Linked DNA regions of Mus musculus: all the other regions are linked to region 3. The links are chromatin contacts, called in public promoter capture Hi-C maps. All regions are on one chromosome and are shown on one strand. Each heading gives the region's core, a stretch centred on a gene start, on an enhancer-like site or on the middle of the called end of the contact. The rest is flanking DNA. Distances are from core to core; before and after follow the strand shown. Region 1 holds the start of Tcea3 (transcription elongation factor A (SII), 3). Region 2 holds the start of Ifnlr1 (interferon lambda receptor 1). Region 3 holds the start of Hmgcl (3-hydroxy-3-methylglutaryl-Coenzyme A lyase).

Evidence for each region. Capture Hi-C pulls out chosen DNA fragments and counts their contacts.
Region 1: a contact with region 3 is called in a promoter capture Hi-C map of liver. The contact joins the promoter of Tcea3 here to the promoter of Hmgcl in region 3. A contact is called at or near these places in 1 of 39 promoter capture datasets (pre-B cells) and 3 of 9 other capture datasets (adipose tissue, liver and pancreatic islet).
Region 2: a promoter capture Hi-C map of adipose tissue shows a contact between it and region 3. The contact joins the promoter of Ifnlr1 here to the promoter of Hmgcl in region 3. A contact is called at or near these places in 5 of 484 Hi-C or Micro-C datasets (the HL-1 cell line, Th1 cells, large pre-B cells and 2 more), 5 of 115 datasets of contacts at active chromatin or transcription factors (embryonic stem cells and pancreatic cancer cells) and 3 of 9 other capture datasets (adipose tissue, embryonic stem cells and pancreatic islet).

What each region holds. Positions count from the first base shown.
Region 1 is chr4:136,245,796-136,249,341 of GRCm38.p6, reverse strand. Tcea3 (transcription elongation factor A (SII), 3) reads right to left here and starts at 1,385. Exons shown (of 11, transcript NM_011542.2): 1 at 1,225-1,385. The coding sequence starts at 1,293. It overlaps Asap3 (ArfGAP with SH3 domain, ankyrin repeat and PH domain 3), which reads right to left. Exons shown (of 25, transcript NM_001008232.2): 25 at 2,769-3,546.
Region 2 is chr4:135,684,512-135,688,065 of GRCm38.p6, reverse strand. It overlaps Ifnlr1 (interferon lambda receptor 1), which reads right to left and starts at 1,609. Exons shown (of 7, transcript NM_174851.3): 1 at 1,467-1,609. The coding sequence starts at 1,524.
Region 3 is chr4:135,943,941-135,947,712 of GRCm38.p6, reverse strand. It overlaps Hmgcl (3-hydroxy-3-methylglutaryl-Coenzyme A lyase), which reads right to left and starts at 1,265. Exons shown (of 9, transcript NM_008254.3): 1 at 1,173-1,265. The coding sequence starts at 1,232.

The DNA.
Region 1 (3,546 bases), core at 136-2,635, 300 kb before region 3:
GGTGACGGGTGGAGGCATCTTTTAACGTCACCTCCAGTCCTATCTCACTCACTCTCAACTCTCCCTACTGCCTCCCCGCCCCCATGTTCTTCCCCCAGGCAATCCATCCTCTTACAGACAAAGAAACCGCAGCCTCAGCCTCTCACCATTTTACCAACACCACCATCTCTCTCATTGTTACCAGGTAACAATTTCAGGAAGCCTAACACTCCTTGGCTGCTCCAGCCTGTCACTCATCCCGGGTCTGAAACCTCTCTTTGGGCCCCAGAGTTTTCCAATTTTCCTGGAATGTCCTGGCAATGCAGGTCCTGGTGCAACTCGTTGCTAGAAACTATGTAGAAGAAAAGGACCCCGCGGCAAGTCAGCATGGAGGGCCTCATTCACAGGGTCCCTGGTCTTCTCCCTTTCAGTCCACGCCCCTCTAGAATTGGCACAGTCGCCAGCTTCCAGCCTGAGGCAAAGATCGCTAGGTAGATCAAACATTAACTTTCCATTTGGATCCAGCTCGGTGCTACCCGGACTGAGGGCTCAGGGACCCTCGGGCGACCAGGGCTGCGGACCCCCACCTCCCGCCACAGTTCTCCTTCGTGCACCTCCCCCTCTGGGCCAGCCCAGGCCCCATCTTTTCCTTCCCCCGCCCCGCACCTGTTCACCTCCGCCCGCCAGGGCCCCATCCCGCGGCCAAGGAAAAAGTTGCAAACAGAACTCCTGGCACTTCAGTCACCGCCCTTCGCTCGGGTCTCCTGGGGTGTGCAAACGAGGCTCGGCGCCCCCTTCTCAGCCCGAAGTTCTCCGATCCTTTTTGAAGTCACCCAAAACGTGCCCCTCCAGTTCTCGCTGCGCCTGCAGCTCCCCGGGCCTAGCGCACATCCCGAACCCCCAGACTCCTAAATGTCCTCCCCTGGGTTTGTGTCTCTCCTTGCTCTTTCTCTGCTCCGCGCAAGCTGCCCAGGAGCGCACCCAACCCGTCCACAGTGACTTGCAACAGTCGCGCGCCTTAGGGGACTCTGTACGATCCCCTCCAGACCTGGCCATGCACATGCCCATCCTAAAGTGGCCAGCAAGTAGCCGGGGGACCCCCTGCCGGGCAACTCCTCCCCAGTCCCGTGTCCCCTGACCCGCGCGCTCCCTTCGGGCACAGGGCCGGCACGCCCACCAAGCCCATAGCTGGGGGAGTCTTGCCTCCGTGGCCCGGGGGCTGCGTTGCAAACTCTGCAGCCTCACCGTCTTCTTCCGGGACACCATCTTCTCCAGCTTTTTGGCGATCCTCAACAGCTCCTCTTCCAGGCCCATGTTGGTCCACAACGCACGGCGGGGTTAGGGGCGCAGGGCAGCAGCGGGCGCCAAGGCGCGAGCCGCAAGGGCCGCAAACACACCGGACACTCGAGCCGGGAGGGGGCGGGGCGCGCCCCTCCCATCGCTGGGGGGAGGGGTGGCGGGCACTAAATATAGACTTCAAGGACTGCCCGGGCAAAGATTGCCTGAGCCTGGCGGGTCGTGCCTCAGGGGGTGTGTAAGTGGGAGGGGAGGACCAATCTGGAAGAAGGGGCTCTTCTCTTCCAACTCTCCTAGGGGTGCCCCAGGCTCCAGGGAGATTCGAGCATGAGGGTTCGGGGGTGATGAGTGTCAGCATAGCAGTGGGAAGTACAGAGCTGCCGGGTCTCAGCATCACTGCGCTCCCAGAGGGAGCTATGCCCAAGCTGGGAAAGTTGGTGAATTCATCGCATCTTGGTGCAGATTTTGACGTCAGCTCTGCCCTAACTTAGGTAGGCTCCTTGGTGCGCCCAAGGCCTGTGCCGTACACGTACTCGCGAGGTATACTCAGAGCCCTTTGCCGGCCAGTCTTTATTTTTTCTAACAACCTCTCAAAGGGGTATCGGGACCACGCTCCGAAAGACTAAGTTTTGGGTGATTCCGGTACACAGGGGGTGGGCTTGGAAGAGTAATTTGGGGTGGAGGGAATAACTCTGCCTCCCACTCTCGGCTCGCGAGCGGTAATTCCAAGAATTCGCTGAAGACCTAGTTCCCCTCCTGACAGAAAATGACCTTTCTGCGAGGGTCTCTGATTTGAAGCGGGGCAGAAGAGGGCTCACAGTGTGTGAAGGAACTTTCTGAGATAACCTCAGAGAAACAAGTCTGGAGCCTGTTGTGGACACCTGTCTCCCAACTGCTGCAGTGTGATGACGGTCAAGGTTTTTTGTTTTTTGTTTTTTTTTTTTTTTCATTCGACAAACGGTATCCAGTCAACTAGCAAGAAAAATCTCAGGGGCGGCAGGCTGGGCAGAATAACCATTAAAGAGGACTGTATTCCTCACAGCTGGGGTGGGGAGAGGAGGGAGAGAGGGCAAGTGTAAGGCCCAGCTGGGGCCTCATCCCCGTCCCAAGAAGTGAAATTTATTGCCTCAAAAGGCAGAATGGAAGTTTGGGGGAGGGGGAGGTCTGTGTAGTCGGTCAGGCCGCAAGCGGTTATTCTATTTACTGAGCTCCTACTGTGTTCCAGGTATTTCTAGCGTCCTGAGCCAGACGGCTCTCCTGGAGCACTCAGAGAACAAAGCTTGGGGATCACTGACATGTCAGCAGGGGGTGGGGAGGTGAGGAGGTGGCCGGGGGAGGAGCTGAAAAGTCCTTGGCTATAGCGGAGTGTTGTGGAGAGGTCCGGGATGGGTCCGGAAGGGCGGGGCCTTAACACCATGTGGCCAAAGCCAGGTTTTTCTTCAGTGGAGCTTCTGGGAGGCCTCTTGGCCAAAAGAAGCTTGAAGGACCCTAAGAAAACGCGTCAGACTTTATTATGCAAATAGAAGAGTCAATCTCAGGAAGTGGGAGGCCGCCTCCTCGGTACAGCCAGCATTTGCTGGTACCCATTGTATCCCTTCTGCCCACCTGTCCAAGAGAGAGGTCACCTGCACACAAAGATGCACACAACTGTCTTATTTCCCTGTGAGCTTTGGGGGGGGGGGGCAGACAGGGAACTGATACCCTCAGAGGGGTTTCACCATCGGTGGTAAACACCCCATTCTTTACTCTCAAAGGGACAGCGCAAAGGTATTTGCTAACTCACTATGGCCCTGCCTCAGTCCCCAGAATGCTGGAATTACAGATGTGTGCAGCTGTGCCAGCGTCTTTTATGCTTGTGTGTGTGTGTGTGTGTGTGTGTACTCGGCAGGAGGCAGGCAGCCAGAGACTGGTGGTGGTCTCAATTGCTAGCCTCCTTATGTTTTGAGACAGGGTCTCTCACTGAACCTGGAGCTGCCCAGCAGGCTTCCGGGATCCTCCAGGGTCTGCTTCCACAGAGCCAGGAGTCTGGGAGGACACTGTGTACTTAGCTCTTGGCATAAGCCCTGCAGATTCGAACTCAAATCCTCAACCTTGCGTGTTGTATGGCAAGCACTTTCCCAACAGCCTTCTTCTCTGTCCTTCACTGCTGACAAACCTTTTCTGTTTCATTTCTCCCCTTGTTATGCATTCAGGGCTCACCTCACAAACTCCATTACCCAACTCATCATCTCAGGGCAACCAAGAGGGGGTGTGGTCGGGACCATGGGTGAG
Region 2 (3,554 bases), core at 360-2,859, 260 kb after region 3:
GGAACAACCACACCCGACCAGCTTTAACCCATGCTTCCTATCTTCCTCTGTGTACCAGGGAACAGAAGGAAATGGCTTCATCTTCTGCCCCACGGGAGCTCATGGTCACAGGGAGAATTCAGTCACGTGGGTCACCATGGAGACCCATACATTTTTTTTTTTTTTTTTAGGCACCAGGCAAGGTAAGCCCAAGTCTACATGATTCTCTCAGCTCAAGCTCACGCCAGGGCTGCCCCCTCATTTTTGACCCCAGATGTGGGTGTCTTTTTCTCTCCTGTCCTGTGCCCTGAAGGTGCATAATTGAGACACCGCAGTTAAACCCAGCTTCCAGTTTGTCTAGCAAGAGGCCACTCTGTATGTAAGCCCCTTAGTTTTAAGCCATCCGTGAGCCATCCATGAGCAGGACAGGCCCAAAGTTTGAGCTTGGCCACATGGGGAAAGTCACAGTTCAGAGTTGCCACACTTCACAGAGTCTTCAAGGGTTCCAGGGACTGGTATAGCACTGTATAAAATGTCATTCAGTCCTCAGGACAGACTACCCCTTGGGGCAAGGTGTTACCCACAGCCATCATCAAAGAGACACGGCTCAGAGATCAATGTTAACTAAACCAGTTTGTGTCAGGGATGGAACATAATCCCGTGTCCCCCAAGACCCTCGTTAACTCAAAAACACTGCTACAGAGCTGTGAGCTCGCTCAGGGCAGGGGCAGCACTGGTCATGGGCAAACCTAGGGCTCAGCCTTATTCCTCTGCCCTGTGTGTGCCCCTCTGGGGTACTTCTAAAGCAACCTATGAAGTGCTCTGAGCCTCAGTTTCCCTCACTTAAAAATGATGACTGTCTACCACTTAGAGCAGCTGGGTTGAAAACCTTAAGGAGAACACAGTGGCCAGGACAAAGAAGCAACCAAAAATAATATGAACGTTTATGATTGTTTATCGGCTCTAAGAACCCTTCCTGCTCCTTTGACTGCGTCTAGGACTCTGAAGTATGCCCATGGCTTCCTCCCTGGGGAAGTTGATGAGTGGAAAATTGGGGTTCGGTGCTTGGGTCCTGGCCTCGGGTATTCTGTGCCCCGCTGTCTTACCAGATGAAAGACAAAGAGAGAAAATGCCCCGTTAAAGAGTCTCCTAGCAGGGACCAGATCAACCAGAGCTGGATCCCGGCAGCTCCTGTATGTCCCCTATTAAAAGTGTCAATCAGGTATGCACTCTGGGATTCGGTCAACAAATACAGTCAACGCTTTCCGGTGTCTGTGCCTGGAACTCCCGGCCCTGCCTGGAATAAGGAAACCGGGATCCTTTCGTCCAGAAAAGGCCGTCCAAGCTCAGGATTGTTTCACTCTGGGACCAAGCAAACCCGCGGCAAGTGTACAGAATCCCTGAGGCCCAGCACCAAGTCCCCTCTCGGGACCTCGGGTGGGTGGCACATCTTCGCGGTCCCCGCGGTCCCCGCGGTCCGTACTTACCTAGGGCGCTCTGCAACAGGAACAGGAGTAGGGGCGCCCACCGGTCGGCCCGCCACATTTCGGTCCCTGGGGTCCCCGCCGCCCGCCGCAAGGCCCCTGGGCGGCAGGTGACAAGGGCGGCGGCCCAGGGAGGAGGAGCCTCCGGCGGTGCCACCGGTGGGGATTCACCTAGGGCTGCCCCGCGTCGCCTGCCGTGGGTGGGGGCGGGGCTCTCAGTAACATTTTTTAAAAATCAGACAAGAAATCCAGTTCTGGGGTTCCGTTGAGGAGTAAATAGCACCTAGGGTAGAGTTCGAGGAGACTGGCAAGACTCCCGTTTTGCAGGCGGAGCGGGGGATGGCACCCAGCCTGTCTTGCGAGTTTCTTACTGAGTTTCTGCAGGAATTCCCGGCAGGCTTGTTACTCCCCGCCTACATCGCGGTAAAAGCTTGGAGGAGGCTGTCCTAAGCTGCAACGCGGTCTGTGTCGCTACTAACCAGAAAGGACATCGCTTCAGGCTTTGTTTTCTATCCTGGAGCAGGGGACACTTCATTCCACCACACAAACCATTCTAACTAGCCAAGTGGGAAACGCTGGTTTTGTAAACAGAAGGGCCGAAACCAGAAACCTGCGAAACCACGGAAGGGGAAGCGGGATCTTTCTAAATTACTCTCCTTATAGGTAGAGTCGGGACAAGGCTAGGACAACAACGTGTGTGTGTGTGTGTGTGTGTGTGTGTGTGTGTGTGTGTGTGTGTCCTTTTGTGTGTAAGGATTAAGGGTTATGGACTTCATCTTCTGCATTTTGCCTGCACGGAGTGCGAATGGGGAGTTGGGGTGGATACCACATAGGTACATTGATATCTCTATGGAATTGTTGCAGAATACATACAAGATAGAAAAAGAACAAAAGCTGGACTTTTGGAAAGCAGGCCATTAGCTCAGGTTTCTCTTGATCTCCTGGGGGATTCAATAGACAGCTTAGTTTCTGTCTGGGGACCCAACTTTAACTCGAGTTATTTTGATTTGATTTTTTTTTTAAACTCTGCTCTGTTCAGGCCCAGCACAACAAGAGGTGTCTGGGATTTTTTAAACTACATTCGAGAAGCACAAAAACACATCCTAAAATTATGAGCTTTTTAAGGTACACACCTGCAATCCCAGCCCTGGGTTGATAGAGGTTGGGGGACCAGGAGTTCAAGGTTAACCTTGGCTATGTAAGAAATCAATCATTATGATCCATTTTCAGTATAAGGTGTGTTTAGGGCTCGTCAGAGATGGTGGAGGGGCTCTAGGCCCCTTTTTCCTCTGCCTAGCAGCTGGTGTCTGCTTCTCTAGGTATTGTCAGTGTGTTCTAGGGTTGAAAGTTACAGGTAGTCTGCCCGCCTGTAAGCTCACATATCAGAAAAGGAAAGGTTTGTGTCCTGTACCATTTAGATAAGGAATTCCGGAAGGGGACAATACTAGACAGCAGGTAGATTTTAGCTCCCTGAAGAATTCAGCCAATGGGAACCAAAGAGAGCCGAGAAATGAGATTAGGGGCATAAAAACCATTTTTGTGTCACATTTGGTGCCCCAAACATGTTTGCCTTTTCTCTGGGCTGACTCTACTTTGCAAGTTCTCAACACAAACTGATTCTCTGCTGGGGCTCCAGGACCCTTATTCTGAAATGAAGACCAAACGAATTCGGAGTCCCAGGACTCTTATTTTGAAGTGAAGACCACTGCTTCTCAGCTTTATAGGGATTCAGTTGAGGCTAGCCTGATCTACTCAAGACTTTGTTTCAATTAAAACAAAAGGAGCAAAAAGCTGGATAAAGCTATGTCTTCCTAGACATCATAGAGAGAAATATCTAGACATCTCCCTCTACAGTAATGGCCATTATTTTGGAGTAAAGAGGATTTTTTTCTTTACATTTTTTTTCCCCAAGTAATGACTGTTTCTTATGAGCAGGTTAATGGTGAAGTAAACAAAAGGCTAATTATAGAGACAAGAAGCGCAGCTAATTCCTTTCTTGTTATCTACTGCACTGTGCTCAGGTTCACGGCTGTATTCAACTTACATCACTCTCACGTGCTCCCTTGCTACTCAGAAAAACAAATCTGGCTT
Region 3 (3,772 bases), core at 16-2,515:
GACCCACCATGTTACTTAATTCTCATTCTCTCCCCCTCTCCCCCTCGGGTTTATTTCCTTAACTTTTCACGTTGATATTTGCCTTTTCATTTGATCCCTGAGCAATCATTGGAAGTGGGTAGACTAAAGATGCAGAAGTGGCTTTCTTTTTCTTTCCCATTTTTTTTGTTTTTGTTTTTTTTTTTTTTTGTTTTTTTTTTGTTTTTGTTTCTTTCGACACAGGGTTTCTCTGTGTAGTCCTGGCTGTCCTGGAACTCGCTTTGTAGACCAGGCTCCCCTCGAACTCAGAAATCCGCCTGCCTCTGCCTCCCGAGTGCTGGGATTAAAGGCGTGAGCCACCATGCCCGGCCAGAAGTGGCTTTCTGGGCTTTCTGAGAGGCACCCACGAGCTGCAAGGAAAGTAGTTTTTCCAAGTGCTAATACAATGCCTAAACTCCCCAACATAAAATCGTAACAGCGCCATCACAGAGCTGAGGGTGTAGCAGTGACGCTGGCGCTGATCGCTCCTAAGTCCAACTCTCACAAAGCACCACCACCGACTGACTGGTCACTCACTAAATCATCCTGAGACTCTGCATTTTACGTATAAGCAAGCTGAGTACACACCTCTGTCACTCAGCCTAGAAAGTGGCAGATCACCCGGACACCAGTTTGCGGTTTAGCCAGCACAGCTCTTTTTGCCCCCCCCCCCTTCCTTCAAATAACTGCGCGTGGTCAGAATGCCAGGACCAAACATGCCCAAAGGACAGTTCTGAGGGAATCCCTGTCCGGCCCACGCGATCCAAGTTCTCCCCAGGCGTCCATAAAAGCAACAAGGGCCGAGTAAGGCGGCAGACAGGGATGCTTGTGTTTCCCACACTGAACACTGTTTTCCACTAATGAAGGGCCGGAGAGATCCGAAGCTCAAATAGGGGAAGGAGTCAGGGTCACCGTAAGGGAGGTAGGACGCCCAGGATGGTGTCCCCGGTCTCCACAGTCACAGCGGGTCGATTCTCTTCCCGCCGCCTCAGTTTCCCCGTTTCTTGCAATGGATCTGAGCCAGACCGGCTGGGTCCGGAACTCTCAAATCCTCCCGGCAACAGTCCCTCGAGCGGTCCCGCTCCTCCGCCTGTCACAGCAGCTGAGGAGGCCCGCCCGATCCCATGACTGTCACCCGCCTGGGGAGCACTTACAGCCCGGAGGGACGTCAAGCCCACCAGCCTCCGCGGGAAAGCCTTCCTCACTGACGCCATCTTCACTCCGGAGGCCAACCCACTGGGCACCACGTGACCGCCGATCCCTCTGTGGGCGTGGTTAGGGCCGGAGGCGGTGCATCGCTCCTCTTGTGAGGCTCCCAGTTTGGTTCCTCCCCTCAGCCTGTCTGTTTTCTTTTCCTACTCCCCTCTAAGTAGCTCTACCCTCCAATCATGCCCACTCCATGATTTTCTGAACACGTGTCCCATGAAGAGCCATGACATTTGACAGCCCATGTGTAGATCCCGAGATTTTTTTCACCTCCACCTGCTTCCCCCACGTCTTAAATCACGCCCGGTTCCAATCCAGGGCCATTTATCTGCCTTCTGAAAGGCGTTGTGTTCCCAGGGCGTGTTGGGGTTGAAGATGACTGGGAAGCTGGTGGGCCAAGCCGATGGCTCCTTTAGTCTTAAAGGAACAGGGAAGGCAAGAAGGCCTAGGTTAGCGAAGGACTGCTATAACTGTGGGCTTCTAGGGGCTACTACTGGTGCTCGGGTGACTTGTGAAACCCTGAAGCTAGCCATTAGGAAATCATTGTGTCCCTGTGTATACACTGTCTTACTTCCTTCTTGTCTTCCCGTCCTCAGCCTCAGTGGGGAAGTCTTCAAATGACTAAACATGCGTGTGCATCATGCAGAATGGCGCAGATCCCGCCCCAAAGGTTAAGGTCACAAAGTAGAATATAAAGGTTCACTGTGGAGCTGGTGAGATGGCTCAGCGGGTAAGAGCACTGACTGCTTTCCCGAAGGTCCCGAGTTCAAATGGTGGCTCACAACCACCTGTAGTGAGATCTGGCCCTCTTCTGGTATGTCTGAAGACAGCGACCATGTACTTATTAAATAAATCTTTGGGCCTGAGTGAGTGGTGGCCGACTAGAGCGAGCAGATGTCCTAAAATTAAATTTCCAACAACCACATGAAGGCTCACAACCATATGTACAGCTATAGTGTACTCATATACTCCATGTAGACCAGGCTGACCTAAACTCAGAGATCTGCCTGCCTCTACTTCTGCCTACTAAGTGCTGGAGTTAAAGATATGTGCCACGATGGCCACCAAAGTTTTAAATTATTACTAGTGTATTTACTTCATGTGCATGGCTGTTTTGCCTACATGTAAGTCTATGTAGAACACCTGTGAGGCCATAAGAGTGAAGCAAGAAAAACATCTTTGCTAAATCCTGACCTGACCTTGGGCTGACATTGAGGTCAGCTTGACCCTCAGGCACTTACAGGAATTTTTGCTAACCTGCTCTGGCCTGCTTTTGTAACCACAAGGCTTTCTGCTCCCATCAAGCAAAAACAAACCTGTCTCCACCTCTACTTTGTTTTTTTTTTAATATTTACTTATTTTATGTATATGAGTACAGTGTAGCTGTACAGATGGTTGTGAGCCTTCATGTGGTTGTTGGGAATTGAATTTAGGACCTCTGCTTTCTCCGGCCCACCCCACTCACTCCTGCCCAGAAGAGGCCGTCAGATCTCATTACGGGTGGTTGTGAGTCACTGTGTGGTTGCTGGGATTTGAACTCCGGACCTTCAGACTCTTACTTGCTGAGCCATCTCACCAGCCCTGTTTTTTGGTTTTTGTTTTGTTTTTGTTTTTCCGAGACAGGGTTTCTCTATGTATCTCTAGCTGTCTTGGAATTCACTCTGTAGATCAGGCTGGTTTCAAACTCAGAGATCCACCTGCCTCTGCCTCCCAAATGCTAGGGTTAAAAGTATGCGCCACCACCACCTGGCTCCCTTTTTTTTTTTTTTTTTTTCCCCAGACAGGGTTTCTCTGTATAGCCCTGGCTGTCCTGGAACTCACTCTGTAGACCAGGCTGGCCTCAAACTCAGAAACCCACCTGCCTCCTTATTCTTACTAAAAGTTCATATCCTGTCATGCTTGCTAACAGCCATCACAGCTACATCAATGAGAAGTACCAAAGTTGTGCCTTTCCCCTTTATAAGCCCCCTGCTCAGAGTGTAAGCATGCAATATCAGCACTTAGGAGCTAAATGCAGGAAGATTAGGAGTTCAAGGCTAGCCTCAGCTACATGGTAAATTTGAGGACAGCCTGAGCTACATGGGACTCTTGTTTTAATTGTGCACTGTAGCTGTATTCAGAGACACCAGAAGAAGGCATCAGATCCCATTACAGATGGTTATGAGCCACCATGTGGTTGCTGGGAATTGAACTCAGGACCTCTGGAAGAACAGACAATGCTCTTAACTGCTGAGCCATCTCTTCAGCCCGGTGGCACGTATCTTTAATCCTAGCACTTTGGAGGCAGAAGTAGAAGGATCTCTGTGAGTTCTAGGCCAGCCAGGACTACAAAGAAAGACCCTGTCTCCAAACAAACAAACAAACAAACACAGGTTCAAAAATAGAATGGGGTCAGTTAGATGGCTCAGTGGGTAAAGCACACCTGAGGCCACAATTTAACATCTGAGACGTGATTCCTGGAGTGCCTGTGCCTGCAGGCACACACATGCACACGCTGGAACAGAAAGCATTCTTAGGGCTGAAATGATACTGAGAACAAAACCTACAT